Regions from separate parts of the Mus musculus genome. Here region 1 is linked to region 2. Evidence: chromatin contacts called from public promoter capture Hi-C data. All regions are on one chromosome and are shown on one strand. The core of a region is the stretch at or near the end of the contact, and the rest is flanking DNA. Distances in the headings are between cores, read along the strand shown.

Evidence for each region. Capture Hi-C pulls out chosen DNA fragments and counts their contacts.
Region 1: a promoter capture Hi-C map of liver shows a contact between it and region 2. The contact joins two enhancer-like sites. A contact is called at or near these places in 1 of 484 Hi-C or Micro-C datasets (embryonic stem cells) and 3 of 9 other capture datasets (adipose tissue, liver and pancreatic islet).

What each region holds. Positions count from the first base shown.
Region 1 is chr14:79,640,055-79,643,532 of GRCm38.p6, forward strand. It overlaps Cnmd (chondromodulin), which reads right to left. Exons shown (of 7, transcript NM_010701.3): 6 at 1,842-2,008. Among named protein-coding and RNA genes, the nearest start is that of Cnmd, 20 kb to the right of the region's middle. Within about 2 kb of position 2,212, at least 7 of the 459 cell types and tissues checked have an H3K27ac peak or open chromatin away from gene starts, as enhancers often do. A contact at or near this core is called in liver, where this site is marked.
Region 2 is chr14:79,507,557-79,511,029 of GRCm38.p6, forward strand. All of the region lies in intron 1 of Elf1 (E74-like factor 1), which reads left to right. It also overlaps the pseudogene Gm9243. Among named protein-coding and RNA genes, the nearest start is that of n-TEttc4, 28 kb to the left of the region's middle. Within about 2 kb of position 1,610, at least 46 of the 459 cell types and tissues checked have an H3K27ac peak or open chromatin away from gene starts, as enhancers often do. A contact at or near this core is called in liver, where this site is marked.

The DNA of each region.
Region 1 (3,478 bases), core at 962-3,461, 130 kb after region 2:
CCTGGCTACCTGGGGAATAAACTATATTAAATTTTGTTTGCCTATTCAGATTATATTTCTTGTTATTCTTTGAGCTTAGGGAATAAAGTGCTATGGTGTTCTGAATTTTCTGATAAGCCTTGGGTTATTTGGAGAATACCTTGGCTCTAAATCCTTCTAAAATACATTAGTCTAAAATGATAAACCAGAAAATACGTTTGTAATATGTGAAGCAGTGTAGGACTATTGGGGGTAGGGAGGGAACACACAAAGGATTTAGTGCAGTGGTTTTCAACCTTACTAATGCTGCAGCCCTTTAATACAGTTCCTAATGTTATAGTGACACCCTCCCCCAACTGTAAAATTATTTTTGTTGCTAGTTCATAACTGAATTTTTCTACTGTTATGAGTCGTAATATAAATGGGCTATGAAAACATCACTCAACCTCCAAAGAGATTTGACCCACAGGTTAAGAACCACTGATTTAGTGTGAAAAGACAGTCAGCCTTACACATAATTTGAGACAGGCATGATAAATAGGCAGAAGACATAATTTAGGTTACCCAAGAGAGTGGCAAAGGTGATCAGTTTTAACAGGGCTCGGAGCAGAGTCAGATATAGGGTGTGTACTTAGCAAGCAGGAGGCTTGTGTTGAGTAGCCCCTGCCTCACCATACCATAAGTCCAGGAAAGTCTGATAGGAAATAGGGCCTTGCATCATCTTTCACAGACACATAGATGGTGTGTCTCTTGGAAAACAATTTGGTAACCTCTAGTAAAATCTATAACTCCTGTCTACTTAGATGTGGTGCTGTGCTTTGGTATTTATGCCAAAGACATACTTACATCATAGCATCTCTGCGCTAAATCTGCCGCACCTACATCACCCCACTTAGAGGTGTACCACAACAGCATAGGCAGTATCGAATCAGAGGGAGAGACTATATGCCTGCCAAAGCCAAATTAGTTATGTTAGAATGCTGCTAACTGGCTAGAAGCTGCTAACTGAATGTGGTACAGTATGAGAGAGACAGAACTCTTCCAAAATACTCTATTTTAATTGGAAAACAGAATGGGATTTTTTGTGCTGTTTTTCTCTCTGTATAATCCTGCAAAGAAATGGAGCAATTAGTCATTAAGAAGCTGTTATAGAGACGATGTCTGGGGTATAAGGTTTTGGAAGCGCATCGTCATTGTACATTTTAATTATATATTTTTTAAACTGTGCTTATGCTTTATTTTAAAAAACAGCTACAAATACATATTCTGTTTTCCTTCTCTTCAAAGTGTGGTAATGGTAAGTTATAAATATTTCTTAGATCTTGGGGGTTTTAATACCTTAGTGCCCTTCTGACGGACTTCAGTTTTCAGCACTTCAGCTCAGAGTATTACCTGTGTGAGAAGCTATCCTGTCTGGGCTGAGAACCCTGAGGGCCAAAGTTGCAGTTGATTATCTGGGCATAGGGCCTGCGAACAGTCAGGAAATCCACAAATATGTGCCGAATGGATGACCAGAGTGGATATAAGCAGGGAAAGAGAATACTTTGATTCTTGTGTTGCCTTGAGGGCATACTCCTGGGAACATTTTAAAACAGATTCCTGATATTATTTATTTCTATGGATTTTCCCCTCTGACCAAAACAAAACAAACAAAAACAAAAACAAACAAACAAAAAAACCCTAAACAACCCTCCAACAACCTCCCCTACTCCCCTTACCAATGACGAGGGAAACAACTTTGAATTTGCACCAAATACATGAAGATGCAGTCTATGCTTGTATGAAACCTCACTTAGAAATACTCTTTCAGCACCACATGCAATGCATTTGTCTGAGCATGCCATGAATATACCGGTACGCACGTGGTAAGGATTGTCAGGGTTGAAAGGTTCTGCGTCGTCCTGAACATTGGGTCTGGTTCCGTTACTCAGTCTTCCAGGGCCTGCGTTACCTCGAGGTTCGCTGTGTGGTCTTCTTGTGGTAGAGGGAGCACTGTTTCTCACGACTTCTCTTCTCTCTCTCTGGATTTCTGCGAAATTTGCTGTAAATTAATTCCTTTACGTGAACAATTAAGGCAATTAGATCTGCATTTTAGAGTGACGATTGCAGGTGTGAGCCGCGTCCTAGCTACCCATTCAATTTCATAATACTGAAAGTTACATTATAACAGACACTGGAAGCTGGTTGAAAACCGTCTGTTCTCAAGCCCCGCCTCCCCACCTTTTTTCCTCATTTCACAATAGGAATTGAGCAAATAAAATAGTAGTCATTGGGCCAGGTGTGGTGGTGCACGCCTTTAATCCCAGCACTTGGGAGTCAGAGGCAGGTGGATTTCTGAGTCCAACTTAGTCTACAGAGTGAGTTCCAGGACAGCCAGGGCTACACAGAGAAACTCTGTCTCGAAAAACCAAAAATAAAAATAAAATAGTAGTCATTGTCCCTGCCTTCTTTGCATGAGGAGGAGCCAGGCAAGCCATTTCTAAATCTGAAACTTAGATTAGCGCCCTGTGTGGGAAAGCCTAATTTACTTTCTTGATAGAAGAGGACAGAAAGTTGTTTCTGTGAGGTTTTTTTTCCCAGATGTAAATGTGCTATCTGGAATTTGGTACTGATAAGCAAGCACAAGGATGACGAGTCAGCATGCTACAGAGAGCAGAATGGTAATCGAAAAGGAGACTGAGGTGTAGGGAGTGGTCACAGTGCCAGAAACCTCACGTCTATTGATTTTGGGTTATATATACAATGCAGCTTGTGTGTTGAAAGCACTGTTGATTAGGTATGCTGTAACCTGAAGCCTTATGTACTCTTAGTTGCATATATACATACATATACTTAGAAATGTATGGGTGGGAGTGTGTGTGTACAATATATAAATAATATAAGTAATTGATTATATAGATATAAAGCTCTACATTTTCATATGAGATATTGTCTTGGTTAATTCTTAAAAAACAAACCCTATGGTATAGAAAAATCAGATGTTTTTATGCATTATCTAGGAAGAAGGAAGTTTGTGACCTAAAGAGGAACCAGAGTAGATTCTTAGAACTATAGATAGCTGAGTTACACCCCTACACAAGTATTTACAATGGCCTAGGGGAAAGGTAGACTATACAATAGACTAGAGTAGGAACTATGGCAAGGGCACAAAGCCCTTGTCCCTGGCTTCTAAGACTAAGTGGACCTTAGGTGGAGCTGTTTTTAATCCCAGTTGTTAACATTGAATTTTATCCCAGTTGGTTCCTGCTAGTTCTTCCATGTTTGCATTCCTCTGTTTTGTGTAAGAATCTAGTAACCTCTTTGTACCTTGCCGGTGTGTCACCCAACTTCCCTATTTTCTTCTGTATTTGATGCTGGATTTGACAAATTACATTCAGATCCATACTCCCTTGGGTCGAGTCTGTCTGTCAGTTCCTGCCGACTCCTGGACCATCTGCGACTAGAGACCCATTCCACCCAGACAAGGGACCAAGAGGGTCTGCGGCACATCCCTACCTCC
Region 2 (3,473 bases), core at 360-2,859:
ATTAGTAAAGTATAATTGGCATAATTTCATTTTTGAAGATTCTATAAAATTTACATTACTGGCTAGTGTATGAATAGCTTCCTGCCAATTATCAAAAATCTGGTGAAGAAAGGGCTAGGAAAATGGCTCAGTAGTTAGAAACAGTTGTGCAATTGTGAGGATCTGAGTTCAAATCTCCTGCACAAACACATGCACACACCATCAGTGAATGTGAGGTAAGAAGAAGAGTGCACTGATGTGTATTTATGCCGCTCACAAGTGTGACTCAGCCGCACGGTGTGGCTATCAGGACAACTTGTAGGAGTTGATTTTTCCTTATAACTTATGGGACCCAGGCACTGAACCCAGGTCATCAGGCCTGGCAGCAGCCGTTGCTTTCTAAGCCATCTTGTGGACCCTGAGACTTTTTATGTGTCTTTAGTAGGACTTTGTTCTGCAAACAGCAGCCTAAGCCTGAGGATTTAGAAAGGCCATAGAATCAAAAGACAGAACTGAAAGGAGTCTCAAAAGTCCCCAGGTTTCCATGCTGTTCCAGGCTTTAACAAGAACAGGAAATGGGACTGGGATTTAGCTCACAGGCTGAATGCTTGTTTTTAGCATGTGCAAGACCCTGGGCTCAATTCCTAGGATTGCAAAAACCCTAGGAGAAAACAGAATGCCTGGGGAAAAGGCTGGCTTGGCAAAGCACCTGCAGGGAAGCTGGAGGGCCGTGTGTACATTCACAGAACTTACAGGAAAAGTTTGGCCTGGTAGCCTGTTCGTAAATCCAGTCTTCAGAGGAACTTGGGGGGAAGGAGACAGATCTGAAGCCTAGCTGAATCTTTGGTTTAGCGGGAGACTCTGTCTCAAAAAATAAAGATGGTGGGCCCGGAGAGAAGGCTCAACAGGTACTGACTCATCCTCTAGCCCCACAGCGTTTGATCTACACCCCATTCACTGGAAGAAGAGAGCTGACCTCTCCATTGTACATAGGGCACCTGAGTGCCCACATACAGATCAATGCACATGGAAAATAAAGGGTTGATAGCACTTGCGAGGTGAGGCAGGAAGATAGTATAAAGTTACTGCATGCACAGTGGACGGTTCTTTACAATAGAAAAGCAGTTTTGTTAAACAGCACCCCTTTCTCACCCTTCTCCCCAACTCTTTAAGTAGAAAAACCTTCCCACGATTATAATCATAACAAAATAAGCCACCTTTTAAAAATACCACTTACCTTTGTTTTGGGTACAGATGTTTTGCTTGCATGTGTGTAAATAAGTGCACACAGATGGGCCCGGTGCCTACAGAGGTCAGAGAGGTGCCCGGTCTTCTGGAGCTAGAGTTTGGATAGCTGTGAGCCAGCACATGGGGCCTGGGAATGAAATCTGGGTCCTCTTCAAGAGCTGCAAATGCTCTCATCTACTGAGCCCTCTTTCCACTCCCCAAACTGTTATCTTTAACCTCACTTCTGTCTGTCTGTCTGAAGCTTCTCTCATCAGACTGTCTCCTTTTAGAACCGCATTGTGTGACTTTTCCAGGCAATTTGCTTCTGCTTTTCCTGGCTAGAGAGGACAGAGGTCGTACAAAGGAACAGTATCATCTGAGTTCAGTGCACTGAGCCAGTGAGCTTATTGGGGTTATAGGAGCATGGGTGAGACTCCAGCAGCTGAGTCACAGAGAAAGCACCCGTCCTACAGGGATGAGTCAGGATTTAGGAGAGTGCAATCGCCCGAGACCCCCAGGCAGCCCTCGACCATGGAAGGGTCTCCTCCTTCCCAGCAGATGACATGACGCCAGGGAGCTGCACCGGATCTTCTCATTCGTATGATCTTCCTGTGCTTTTCAGTCAGGGTTCTTAGGAATTTTATGAGCTCTCTTGTATCTTTAGGAGGGAATTTTTCAATCAGGAAAAAACATTTATAAAATGGACTCTATCACACATAAAACTTTTCTTAAAAATACCTATTTTTAGCCGGGCGTGGTGGCGCACGCCTTTAATCCCAGCACTCGGGAGGCAGAGGCAGGCAGATTTCTGAGTTCAAGGCCAGCCTGGTCTACAAAGTGAGTTCCAGGACAGCTAGGGCTACACAGAGAAACCCTGTCTCGAAAAACCAAAAAAAAAAAAAAAAAAAAAAAAAAAAAAAACTATTTTTATTTATTTGTACATGAGGATCTCTCCCTCCCTCCCTCTCTCTCTTCCATCCTTTCTTTTTGTTTGTTTGCCTGCACATATGTGTGTATCCCATGTGAGTGCACGAATCTCTTGGAACTGGAGTTACAGATGGTTGTGAGCTGCTATGTGCTGGGAAACAAATCCCAGTCCTTTTAAGAATAGCCAGAGCTCTGAGCCATCTCTCCATGTTCCACCCCGATTTCTTTTTCTTTTTCTTTTTCAAAAAAATCAATAGTAACCTTCATATTGCTAAAACCAGTTGCCATTTTGCTTCAGATCTCATCTGCTTTGGTCTGAGATCAGCGGTTGACGCTCACTCACCTCTTAGTCTGTGTTTACTCCTCAGACTCCATGCCGATAGGGTAGATCTTGTTTTCCTCCTCCAATTCTCTGTGGTCCTTCTCGGCCACCCTTGTAAGCTCTTTATCATTTCCCCACCTCTAAATGATGGAGTGTCCCAGGAGTCTTTAGTATATTATCTGTAACTATATGTCATGCGCATGTGCCTAGATATATGCTAGTGATCCCCAAATTGTATTACTTGTTTTTAACCTTATTTTATAACTTAAATTATGATAGAAAATTAACAACACTTCAGTACTGATTTAAAGTCAGTACATCTTATGTTACACGATGAAAGAGTAAGAGGAAAGATATTTGCTTAATGTGTGTGTGTGCACATGCATGTGTGCATGTGTGTATATATTCTTATGCAAATACATTCTTAACAAAATAGGAGTTTCTGTAAGTGGTCACTTCCTAGTGTTGTAGCTGGCATTACTGACACTCTCTGCTGCTTGTTCTGTATTCTCTTGGTCTTCAACAAGTACCCCAGCTTGTTGTGCCCTAGGGCTGAAAAGTTGATGTGGCCAGCTGAAAGTAAACTTTCTGGCTCATTTATGGAGAATAAGGTGTTTGCTAAATCGGTAGCTCCTTTTCAGGTGCCAGATATATGAATTTGCTCAAGGAGTGAAACTGCATCTGGTTAAGTTTACAATATGGTTATTGTTTCCCAAGATCATTTCCAGACGGGTGCTGAGGACGGCCTAACAACTGCAGTCTGTCTTGGTTACTGTGTATATGGCTAGGGGCTAGAACAGTGTCTGACACACACTCAGTGCTCAGGGCACATTTTTGAAGGGTGAGAATGACTAAGAGTGCCTACAGTTAGTAATTAACATTGAGCCTGGAACATGGAGAAAACAATTTATATGTATAGACCCTCCTTCTCAAAATTAAGGCAGGGTCTCTGAACCCTGGTTGGCCCAGAACTCACTGTGTGCTAGGCTGGCCTCAAACCTTTGTCTTACTGAGTGCG